2 separate regions of the Sus scrofa genome follow, and region 2 is linked to region 1. Evidence: chromatin contacts called from public HiChIP or PLAC-seq data. All regions are on one chromosome and are shown on one strand. The core of a region is the stretch at or near the end of the contact, and the rest is flanking DNA. Distances in the headings are between cores, read along the strand shown. Region 1 overlaps TXNDC11 (thioredoxin domain-containing protein 11). Region 2 overlaps LOC102157603.

Evidence for each region. HiChIP or PLAC-seq counts read pairs in DNA pulled down with a chosen protein or histone mark.
Region 2: a contact with region 1 is called in an H3K27ac HiChIP or PLAC-seq map of alveolar macrophages. The contact joins two enhancer-like sites. A contact is called at or near these places in 8 of 47 Hi-C or Micro-C datasets (alveolar macrophages, brain, embryonic fibroblasts and 4 more) and 1 of 2 datasets of contacts at active chromatin or transcription factors (alveolar macrophages).

The regions. Positions count from the first base shown.
Region 1 is chr3:31,414,559-31,420,296 of Sscrofa11.1, forward strand. All of the region lies in intron 5 of TXNDC11 (thioredoxin domain-containing protein 11), which reads left to right. Among named protein-coding and RNA genes, the nearest start is that of SNN, 38 kb to the right of the region's middle. Within about 2 kb of position 3,978, at least 9 of the 83 cell types and tissues checked have an H3K27ac peak or open chromatin away from gene starts, as enhancers often do. A contact at or near this core is called in alveolar macrophages, where this site is marked.
Region 2 is chr3:31,765,834-31,771,201 of Sscrofa11.1, forward strand. It overlaps LOC102157603, which reads left to right. Exons shown (of 53, transcript XM_021086611.1): 48 at 1,228-1,433; 49 at 1,522-1,699; 50 at 2,378-2,487; 51 at 2,787-2,903; 52 at 3,068-3,209. Among named protein-coding and RNA genes, the nearest start is that of RMI2, 46 kb to the right of the region's middle. Within about 2 kb of position 3,953, at least 8 of the 83 cell types and tissues checked have an H3K27ac peak or open chromatin away from gene starts, as enhancers often do. A contact at or near this core is called in alveolar macrophages, where this site is marked.

The sequences.
Region 1 (5,738 bases), core at 2,728-5,227:
AATTGCCTGTGTTCTGAGGCCCTCTGGGTAGTGATTAGTATCCATTAAATACCTTAGAAAGTCCATGCTTTTTGTTTCCATACCTAAAACTGATCTTTTTTTTGTTTGTTTGTTTGTTTTTTGTTTTTTTTAGGGCTGCACCCATGGCCTATGGAGGTTCCCAGGCCAGGGTCCAGTTGGAGCTACAGCTGCCGGCCTGCACCACAGCCACAGCTACTCCAGATCCGAGCCGCATCTGCAGCCTACACCACAGCTCATGGCGACGCTGGATCCCTAACCCATTGAGCAAGGCCAGGGATCGAACCCGCAACCTCGAGGTTCCTTTTGGGATTCATTGCTGCTGCGCCATGACAGGAACTCCCAAACTGATCTTTTCGATTATGTTATTTTTAGCAAGGATGTGATCATATTTCATAGGAAACTGCTTTTATTACCATTATGATATCTCTGAAGCCTTGTAAGTGCTGCTGGATGAGAACTAAGGCCCAAACCAGACATCCCTGTGCTTTGAGTTAGATTCAGAGCGTGACTTTTTTATCAATTCAGTGAGCATGTCGGGATCCACCATGTGCTACTCTGTAAAGATGAGGGAAACTCGTTCCTCACCAGCAGTCGTGCCACCAGCCAGTGTGGCCAACAGGTGGGCCTGCCCCCGGTGTGAATGCAGTGACAAGTCTGTGACAGGCGTCACTGGAGCATGGAGGAGGGGGAGTGTTGAGGTCACGTCAGGGAAGACTGGAGGTGGGGAGGGTCTCCCAGGGGGATGCGGGGTCGGCCTTCAGGTAGGCGTGTGCGGGTGGACGGGGTTGAGAAAGGCAGAAGGTGTGCGGGAACCACATTAAATGGTCGTTTGTAGCTATTTGATTCCATCTTTACTTCTGATTGTTGTGGGATATTTTCTGCCTTCTTAAAGGTGTCCCGTTTAGGAATATGCACATGTGCGTGTTGATCTTTCTATCCATTTTGCCAGGGTCGTCAGGTTTCTTTTGGTGGTGTTTCGTTTTGTTTTGGGTCTTTTGAAGCTGAAAGAAGACTCCTAGACCAAGAACCAAAAACATTTAGATCTTGAAAACCTCTCAGGGATCACCTGTAGTACAGTCGCAAGTTGATAGTAAAACAACTCAGTGCAGGGAGTGCCCGTCGTGGCTCAGTGGTTAACGAATCCGACTAGGAACCAAGAGGTTTCAGGTTCGATCCCTGGCCTTGCTCAGTGGGTTAAGAATCCGGCGTTGCCGTGAGCTGTGGTGTAGGTTGCAGACGCGAGTTGCTGTGGCTCTGGTATAGGTCGGCGGCTACAGCTCCGATTAGGCCCCTAGCCTGGGAACCTCCATATGCTACAGGAGCGGCCCCAGAAAAGATAAAAACAAAAACAAACGAAAAAAACCCAAAAAACTCAGTGCAGACAAACCCAGTTCCTGTCTCCCCGTGACTGCTTTCTGTGTAACACTGAGCATGATAAGCTGATACTGGACGGAGCGCTTTGCCTGGATGATCCAGTCCTCACCACCACTCTTTGAAGTAGGAAATGTTATCATCTCAGTGTCACTGTCCCAGGTGAGGCCCTGGACCTGTGAACAAGCCACGTTACATGGCAAGAGTAAATTGAGGTTGCACATGGAATTGAGTTGCTTGGTCTGTTGGCATCGAGAAAGTGAGATTATGCTGGATTATCTGAGTGAGCCTGGTGTAATCAGGATGATTGTTAAAAGTGGAATAGAGAGGCAAAGGGCACTGTCAGAGAGATGCAGTGTGAGAAGGACTTGTGCAGCCGTCACTGGCTTTGAGGATGGAGGGGGCCACAAGCCAAGGCAGGGAAGGCAAGGAAAGATTCTCCCCAAGAGCCTCCAGAAGGAACATTCCCTGCTGACACCTGGATTTTAGCTCACTGAGGCCCATTTTGAACTTTGGCATCTAGAACAGTAAGATAAATTTATTTTTTAAGCCACTAACTTTGTGGTAATTTGTTAGAGCAGAAATAGCAACCTGATAAAGTCAGGTTCCAGTAAATGGAGTATGAGCTAGGGACCCAGGACCCCGTTACTCTAGCTGCCTCTGCTCTCCTGGGATGTGGGGCAGGTGGCCTGGGGCCGTGTTTGCCCACGATAACTGCTTAAAATGCAGTGCCTTGCCCTAGTTAATACCTGCCTTCCTGGAGTTCCCCTCGTGGTGCAGGGGAAACGAATCCAATGAGGAACCATGAGCTTGTGGGTTTGATCTCTGGCCTTGCTCAGTGGGTTAAGGATCTGGCATTGCCGTGAGCTGTGGTGTAGGTCTCAGATGTGGCTAGGATCTGGTGTTGCCGTGGTTCTGGCATAGGCTGGCAGCAACAGCTCCAATTCGACCACTAGCCTGGGAACCTCCATATACCGCGGGTACAGCCCTAAAAAAGACAAAAAGACAAACAAACAAACAAACCTGCCTTCCTGCTTTTTCAAGGCCCAGCTGAAGGCCTGTGGGATTTATAACTGTGGTCCAGCCAGCAAGAGGGAGACATGGGATGGAGATTTCCACTGTCAGGCTCCCTTCTTGGAACTCCTGTTACACTAGTTGCCTGTGTACTTAGCAGCTACCATTGTTTTCTAAGCTTCCCTTAGAGTTTGTGGTGTCTTCCTAACAAGAAGTCGGCAGGGACCGACTCTCCTAATCAGTCCCGTTAGTGGCAGGTGTCCTGTGTGGTCAAAGCTCACCCAGTCACCTCTTCTCACTGGCCTTCAGGTTTCCCCTCTGCAAAGTGAGGGAGCTTTGCTCTGGTTGCCTCCAAAGGAAGCTTCAGCTTGAAAATGTGTTGGCCCTTGGCCTGTTTTTTAGGCCTGGGAGCTAAGAATTGTTTTTGTATTTGTGAAGGGTTGTTTAAAAAAAAAAGAGAGAAAGAACATGTGACACGTATGCTAGGCCCTGAGAACAGCATAAAAGGGGATGGAGGAAGGCCTTCTAAGCAGATAGGTTTCTTTTGTAAAGTCTTTCCTTCCCTGAGGCTGTTAAAAAAAAGAAGAAAAGAAATTTAAATTGAAATACACGCAAGAGAAGTATTGAGTTGATCGTTTTCATATTAGGCTTTGGTTTAAATGAGACCACTGGTGTGAGGGTGTTTAGTTTACTGTCATGTTAGTATATAGGACAGTGCATATTTAGCTCTGTAGTTTATATTCCCCTAGAATAATGTATTTGGAACTACATTTTTTTTTCCCTTCCTCCCTAACTCACGAAAAAGAAAAAAAAAAAAAAAATCATGGCTAAGGATAGTTCCATGTTTATTTAGAGTTTCACAGTGTTTTGGCAAGTACCAGCATTTGCATATTGTATCTTTGGTGCCCAAATGCCAGATGTTTTCCTAGATAATTGCTTTGTGCTTTATATTAGGAATTTTGAAAATACACAAATCTCAGAGTCACATTCCGGGAAAAAATGTAAGCAACAGCTACAGTTCATACTTTGAAAATAAACATTTCTGTAATCTATTGCATTTCTTGGAAGAGTTTTTCCTTTTGATGAATGCATTCAGCACTGGAAATGTGTGACGTCATCATCCAGTGAATGACTGTGAATCACTGTCAGTGCCGAGGAGCTCTGGAGGGGCTATTGTTATCCCTGTGTATATAATCCTACCTTTTTCTTTTTTCTTCCTTGTCTAAAACCTTGGGAAGAAGACTGGGAAAGCAGAAGTTAATAAAAATGACAGAGTATAGAGCAAAATGAGACTTGTTTCTAGGATGGAAGGTACCAAGGTACAGGTTTGCCTTTGGGGTTTGTTTTGTTTTGTTTTGTTTTTTGCTTTTTAGGGCTGCACCAGTGGCCTATGGAAGTTCCCAGGTTAGGAGTCAAATCGGAGCTGTAGCTGCTGGCCTATACCACAGCCACAGCAACTCAGGATCCTTAACCCACTGGGCGTGAGGCCAGGGATCGAACCTGTGTCCTCATGGATGCTAGTCAGATGCGTTTCCGCTGAGTCATGAAGGGAACTCCCAGGTTTGCCTTTTGGAATGTCACTACTGCCCAGACAGAGTAAGGAAGTGAGAGAAACTTTCCCAGGGGGTAAATACCTTGTTAGCTATGCTGATTAAAAAGCCATGTGATTTAGTCCAGTGGTATTTAGTTTTGAAGTGTATCATGATATATTTGTTAGCAGTTATCTCTGTCAGTATTTTTCTTTTTCTTTTCTTTTTTTTTTTTTTTTGTCTTTTTCTAAGGCCGCATATGGAGATTCCCAGGCTAGGGGTCTGATTGGAGCTGTAGCCACTGGCCTACATCACACCCACAGCAACATGGGATCTGAACCACGTCTGCGAACTACCCCCCGGCTCATGGCAATACCGGATCCTCAACCCACTGAGCCAGGCCAGGGATCGAACCCACAACCTCATGGTTCCTAGTCGGATTCGTTAACCACTGAGCCACGACGGGAACTCCAGATTTATCAGTGTTTTTCCTGACCTGATGCTCCGTTGTGTTCTGTGGTCCCTGAGAGATGAGCTCACACAGAAGCCGCCCAGAGAGCAGATGGCCAGTCCCGATGTAGAAGTGTCCACGTTGTTCGGCTCTGGCATTTCTGCTTGTTCTTTGGGTCGCCTCAGGTACCTTATTGTGGAACACCCCGTGCTCTTTAGGCCTCCGAGAGAATTGATTGCAGAAGCTCAGCAGTTTAGCCCTAGAGTCACGAGGAGAGGGTGGGACACAGTCCTAAAAGTAATCACGCGCTGCTATTGGGGGACTTTCACGAAAAAAACTGAAGAAATGTCATCTTCTGTATCCTTCCCAGATAACTTGTCCAGTATTAAGACTCACTATTTTAGCCTAATCTTCCTGAGTTACATAAATCTTGTTTTTTCCTCAGTGCCACAGTGCAGTAGAACTATCACAGGAACCATGTAGGTATTTTAAAATTTTCTGGTGGCTGCATTAAAATTTAAGAAGTAGTAGGAGAATTTGAGATTTTTTTTTTCCTTTTTTTTTAGGGTCACACCCACGGCCTATGGAGGTTCCCAGGCTAGGGGTCCAATTGGAGCTGTAGCCCCTGGCCTACACCACAGCCACAGCAACACCAGATCTGAGCCATGTCTGCGACTTAAACGCAGTCCACGGCAATGTCAGATCCATAACCCACTGAGCTGAGCCAGGGATCGACCTGTGGCCTCCTGGATACTAGTTGGGTTCATTACTGCTGAGCCTCAATGGGAACGCCTAATTTGAGATATTTTACATTTTTTATTGAACCAAATCTTTTATACCTCACAGCATATCTCAATTCAGATGCTGAACTTTCACTGGAAATACTTGATTTGTATTTAGAGTTCATAAAATTTTCAGTTGAAAAAAGTGATTTACCTACCAAATATTGTTTTATGTTGTTTTAATGGTACTATAATTGACTTACAGTATTATATTACTTTCAGGTTACAAACCCAAGTTGTTTTAAACATGCTTAAATGTTTTCCAGTAACTGAGTTATCACTTTTACATTAATTAAAATCAAAGTTAAAAATTTAGTCCCTCAATTGTTCATATTTCAAGTGTTCACATATGGTCAGTGGCTACCACATCAGATGGTGCAGCTCGGGACCTGGGCCTCATTATCCAAAAAAAAGCAATTATTTTCTAAGATACCGAGTTTCCTGCAGGCATATCCTTGAGTTAATGCTTCAGAGTGTGCTCCTGGTAGCTCTTAGTTGGGGAGTGTGAATTGTGTGGCTTTGCTTCTGGCAAGACCCTTCATTATTAATTTTAAAACACAATTTAAAAAA
Region 2 (5,368 bases), core at 2,703-5,202, 350 kb after region 1:
CTGCCCACTGTGAAGAGGGCAGAACCTGGCCCACATGTCACCTCCCTCCTAGTGGATGGAGCCTTTGGCTATATATATGTGTGTGTGTGTGTATTTGTGTATTTATATATGTATGTGTGTATATGTGTATATAGAGATGTGTGTATATTATAGGTGTGTGTATGTATGTGTGTATATACAGCTGTGTAATGTGCATATATGTGTGTATGTATGTATATGTGTACCTGTGTGTATGTATGTGTATATACGTATTGTGTGTATATGTGTATATATAGGTGTGCATGTGTGTGTGCATGTATATATGTGTATAGCTGTATATATATGGGTATATATATAGGGGTGTGTGTATATGTGTATGTATATGGGTATATACACGTGTGTATATAGGTGTGCATATGTGTGTGCATGTACATTATAGCTGTGCGTGTTTATGTGTGTGTATATACATGTATATACGTGTGAGTGTATATATGTGTGTATATATGGGGTGTGTGTATGTGTATTGTGTACATGTATGTATCTAAGTGTATATGTATGTATATGTGTGTATAGATAGGTGTGCGTGTGTATACATATATGTGTGTGTGTGTGTGTATATGTGTGTATAGCTGTGTATATATGTGTGTGTGTGTATATATGTGTTGTGTGTGTGTGTGTGTGTACACAGAGGTTTTGACAGTGAACGTGACTTCTTCGGGCAGCAGCTCCACGGAGGTGCGACCTCCATACCCGCTGGGTCGCCCATTTAAAGTCATGACTCAGCGGCTGGTGTGTCTCCATCTCTGCAGTTAACGGCCGACCCTTCCTCACCCCCTAGACCCCTGCTCCCTCTGCGTGGTGTCCCCCACCCTCGGCTTCCCAGGCTCCTCTGCGTGTCTCTGGATTTATCTGTTCTGGACGCTCTGTGTGAACGGACCCGTGTAACACGTGCTCTTTTGGAACCGCCCAGGCCACTCTGTGGGGTGTGTCCGAGGCTCGGTGCTGGGCGGGCATTGCTCCTCAGTCCCTTTTGGGCCGACCTGGCTGTAGCCCATCCATCTCAGGGCGTCCCTAGAGCTCAAGTCCTCTGGAAGCCCGGGGTTCCTGGGGACCGACCCCACTCCCCACGTGGGCTGCCCCTGGGGATGCAGGCCAGGGAGGAGCAGGCCCTGGTCACTGTGGGCTCAGGGCCCCCCTGCAGGGGCACAGCAGGTCCTGCTCACCCTGCCTCCGGCTTCTTCTCCCCAGACCATGCTGTGGTAGCTGGGGCCAGGCACCTGGTGACCTTCGACGGCCGGGTGTGGGGCCTGGGCGCCCGCTGCGGCAGCCTGCTGCTGGCCAAGGACTTCGCCCGGAACACGTTCTCACTGACATTAAACCAGGCAGGCTCGGGGCTCACGTCCCTGACTGTGGAGCTGAATCACACCGCCCTCGTCCTGTACCCTGGCCTGAAGGTAAGCGTGCGAGAGGGGAGAGCCCTGGCCACCCAGGCACATCCCCGCCTCCTGTTGCTGTCTCTCTGAGCCCCCTTCTGACCCCTAGACCTACAGGCTGTACGGCTCCTCCCCGCCTGGGGTGCGCTGTCTGGACCTGGATCTGCCTCCTGCCGAGACCAGGAGGGACGTTTCCAGGATCGAGCTGGACAATGAGGACGGTGTCTCTGTCACCTGTGACGTCCAAGCCGGCCTCTGCAGCCTGACTCTGAGCATCTGGCAGCACGGTGGGTCTGCCCCCCGCCTCCCCGGCAGCCTGTGAGCCAGTGGCCCAGACTTCTGACCCCAGTGCGCAGCACTCTGTGTCCCTGGGAGGCTGCAAGCTCAGGGATGCCATCAGGCGCACAGCCCAAGCGGTATCCAAACAGCCCCAAAAGCTCAGAGCTGGAAGAGGGTCCGAGGCCATCTGTCCCAGCTTTGATCACGCCCAGCATGCACCAGTCCCGACTCCAGGGGCTGCACAACTCTGGACGCAGCCCCGCTGTTTGCCCGCTGCCCTGTTACAGGTGCTGTACCACACACGGTCCACTCCTCGTGTGACCCGCCCATGGTCACCCTGGGACAGAGGGCCTGACCCAGGTTGATGTAAGGCCCCCATGCCCCCGAGCAGCAGGGCCAGGCTTTGAGCCCAGGGCTCTGCCCTCAGCCCTGGGACGTGCTGCGCCCCTTGATCCGGTTGGGCAGCTCCATGGACACTGTGCAGAACCTGCATCCCAGCCGCTCGGGGTGGGGATGGTGGCCCGGGGAGGCGCCCACGTGCTCTCCTGCATCCTCTTCCTCCTCTTCCTCTGGGAGAGCTGGGGCTGGAGTTAAGGGGGTCAGGACGGAGGCCACAGGGCCTGGTAATGCCCCTCTGCCCCTGGCCAGCATGCCCTGACGGCCGGTCCTGCCTTCCCTGACCCCAGGCCTGTCTGCCGGCCTCCTGGGCACCAACGATAACGAGGCAGGCAACGAGCTGATGCTGCCGGACGGCACGGTGGCTGGCAGCCTGGAGGAGTTCAGCCTGGCCTGGCAGGTGGGCCAGCTGGCCAGCCCTTCCTCCCTTGGGCTGGGCGTCATCACTGGGACGTGGTGGCCATGGGTGGGGAAGGAACCAGGTGGGATCCAGATGCGCCCTGGAGAGGGAAGCGTCCGGCGACTTGGCCATGGACCTAAGCAGGGTGTGGTGGGCCCCCCTCACCAAGGCTCTTGGGCCTGCCGGCTCTGGGGTGGCCCAGGGGGTGGCGGTCCCCTCCTGAGGCCACTGCACCCAGCGGAGCCGCCCAGGAGAAGAGGTCCAGGCAGGAGGCCAGAGTCTTAGGTTCGTCCCCCCAGGTGAGTGGTGACTGCGAGGCTGTGGAGAAGACACGACCCGCATGCCCAGGACAGAGCCCCGCCTGCCAGGCCCTCTTCCAGGACCCCCGCTCCAGCCTGAGGAGCTGCTTCGGGGTGGTGAGTGTGCGGCTGCAGAGGCCACTCAAGCAGATGGGCTGAGGGACAAAGGTGGCCCTGGCCCCGATCTAGCCCCCCGCCCCCGCCTCTTCTAAGCTACTCCCCAGGGTGCGGGGGGGGGAGGAGGGGGGGCAGGGTCACTGATCGCGGGTGCTGGATTGCAGGTGGACCCCGCGCCCTTCCTTAGCCTGTGCATCCAGGACCCCTGTGGCACCCAGGAGCACCCACCTGCCTGCAACCTGGCAGCCGCCTACATCCACCTGTGTGCCCGGGGCTCCGTGCCCCTGGACCCTCCTCCACAGTGCGGTAAGCTGCCGCGGCCACTCGCGCTCCAACCCTGCCTGGTTGACTTCTGCCTTCCATCCCAGAGAGAAAAACCAGGTTCTTTCTCATAGCTCCTGCCAAGGAGTCAGGCACTTAGCTGTCGTACAGTGAGCCAATCATCAAAGCAAAGTTATATGCAAAGGGGTGCTTATTGAGAAAGACAAAAAGGGCTCGTAGCTCCCGCCTCCATGCCAACTCCAGTGAGCCTGTGACCTCTGGCACAGGAGACAATCTCCGGGAGGTCAGGCAGCTGTAAAGTCAGCTCCTAAAAACATAGAACCACAGGAGTTCCCGTCGTGGCTCAGCAGAAACGAATTGGACTAGCATCCATGAGGTCCCCGGGCCTCGCTCAGTGGGTTACGGATCTGGCATTGCCACAAGCTGCAGTGTAGGTTGCAGACGCGGCTCGGATCTGGTGTGGCTGTGGCTGTGGTGTAGGCCGGTGGCTACAGTTCTGATTCGACCCCCAGTCTAGGAACCTCCATATGCCGCAGGTGCAGCCCTAAAAAGACATAAACTTAGAACCACAGACTTGCCATTAGGGGGGTTGAATGTCCACTCCCTACAGTGTCTGGGGACCTCCAGGCAGCCCTGCAGCCGGTGCCGTGCATGATTCCTGTAGCTCAAGCCCCGCTCCCCAGACCCGGAAGTTAGAGACTACAGCAAACAGCAGCCCTGTAAACAGAGCACTTACTCATGACATTCGTAGAAAAACAGGAAGCGGGGGGAGGTTACTGGAAGATCTAGAGTGACAGGGAGAGAGGTCTCTACATTACAGGAAGGATGATTAGGCTCAACAAGGAAAAGGGGGAAGTGATAGTCCAGGAGCAGGGTGGTGGTCAGGGGATAGAAAATTCCTAAGGGGGAGTTCCTGCTGTGTCACAGTGGAAACGAATCTGACTGGTATCCATGAGGATGCGGGTTCGATCCCTGGCCTCGCTCAGTGGGTTGGGGATCCAGTGTTGCCAAGAGCTGTAGTGCAGATGACAGACACAACTTGCCTCCTGCGTTGCCATGGCTGTGGTGTAGGCTGGCAGCTACAGCTCCTGTTTGACCCTTAGCCTAGGAACTTCTATGAGCTGTGGGTGGGTGCGGCCCTAAAAAGCCAAAAAAAAAATCCTAAGGGGTAACATCAGGCGTGGGCAAGATTCCGGCTCACCTGACCTAACGAGATTCTCGCTGAAGGCAGGCCCGGGTGGTCCCTGGGTGAGGACCCCTAGTCAGATGTTGAGGTGATCAGCTGTGGGGGGTCCTGCTAGAGCTGGATGACACAGAGATGACGGGAGACCGAAAGTCAGGGCTTGCTTGAGAAGAGTTGTAAGGAGCCCAAATAGAGTTTGATCAAGGAGAAAAATCTTTCTCCAAGACTTCAGATGCTAGAATTAGACATTATTAAAGACAAGCACCATTCCAAAACTAAGTTTTAGAAATGAAAAAATAGGAGTTCCCACTGCAGCGTAGGTCACAACTGCACCTCAGCACCGATCCCTGGGCCAGGCACTCCATAATCCGTGCGTGGGGTGGCCAAAAAAAGGGGAAAAAAAAGAAAAACGAAGAAAAGTATTCACTGAAATTTAAACCTTAATAGCAGAAGAGAAAATTAATTGGAAACCATGAAGGAATTTCAAAAACAAAATGAGGATTTGAGAGATGTGACTCCTCAGATTGAAGAAGTACAACGCGCCCCAAATGCTGTTAATAAACCCTTTCCAAGACCCATCAGAGTGACTGCAGGAGTTCCTGCCGTGGCTCAGTGGAAACAAATCTGACTAGCATCCGTGAGGATGCAGGTTCAATCCCTGGCTTTGTTCAGTGGGTTAAGGATCTAGCATTGCCATGAGTTGCGGTGTAGGTTGCAGATTCGGATCTGGCGTTGCTGTGAGCTGTGGTGTAGGATGGCGACTACAGCTCTGATGGGACTCCTAGCCTGGGAACTTCCCTATGCTACGGGTGCGGCCCTTTAAAAAAAAAGAAAAGAAAAAGACACAAACAGAGTGACTGCAGCAAAACCAAAACAAAGGTCTTCAGAGCCATCAGAGAGGATGAAGAAGAGGTGATCTTTCAAGACCCAACCTCCTACCAGCAACGACCGAAGACGGGGCCTGAAGCTTTACAGCATGAAGAGAGAATAATCGTCGGTT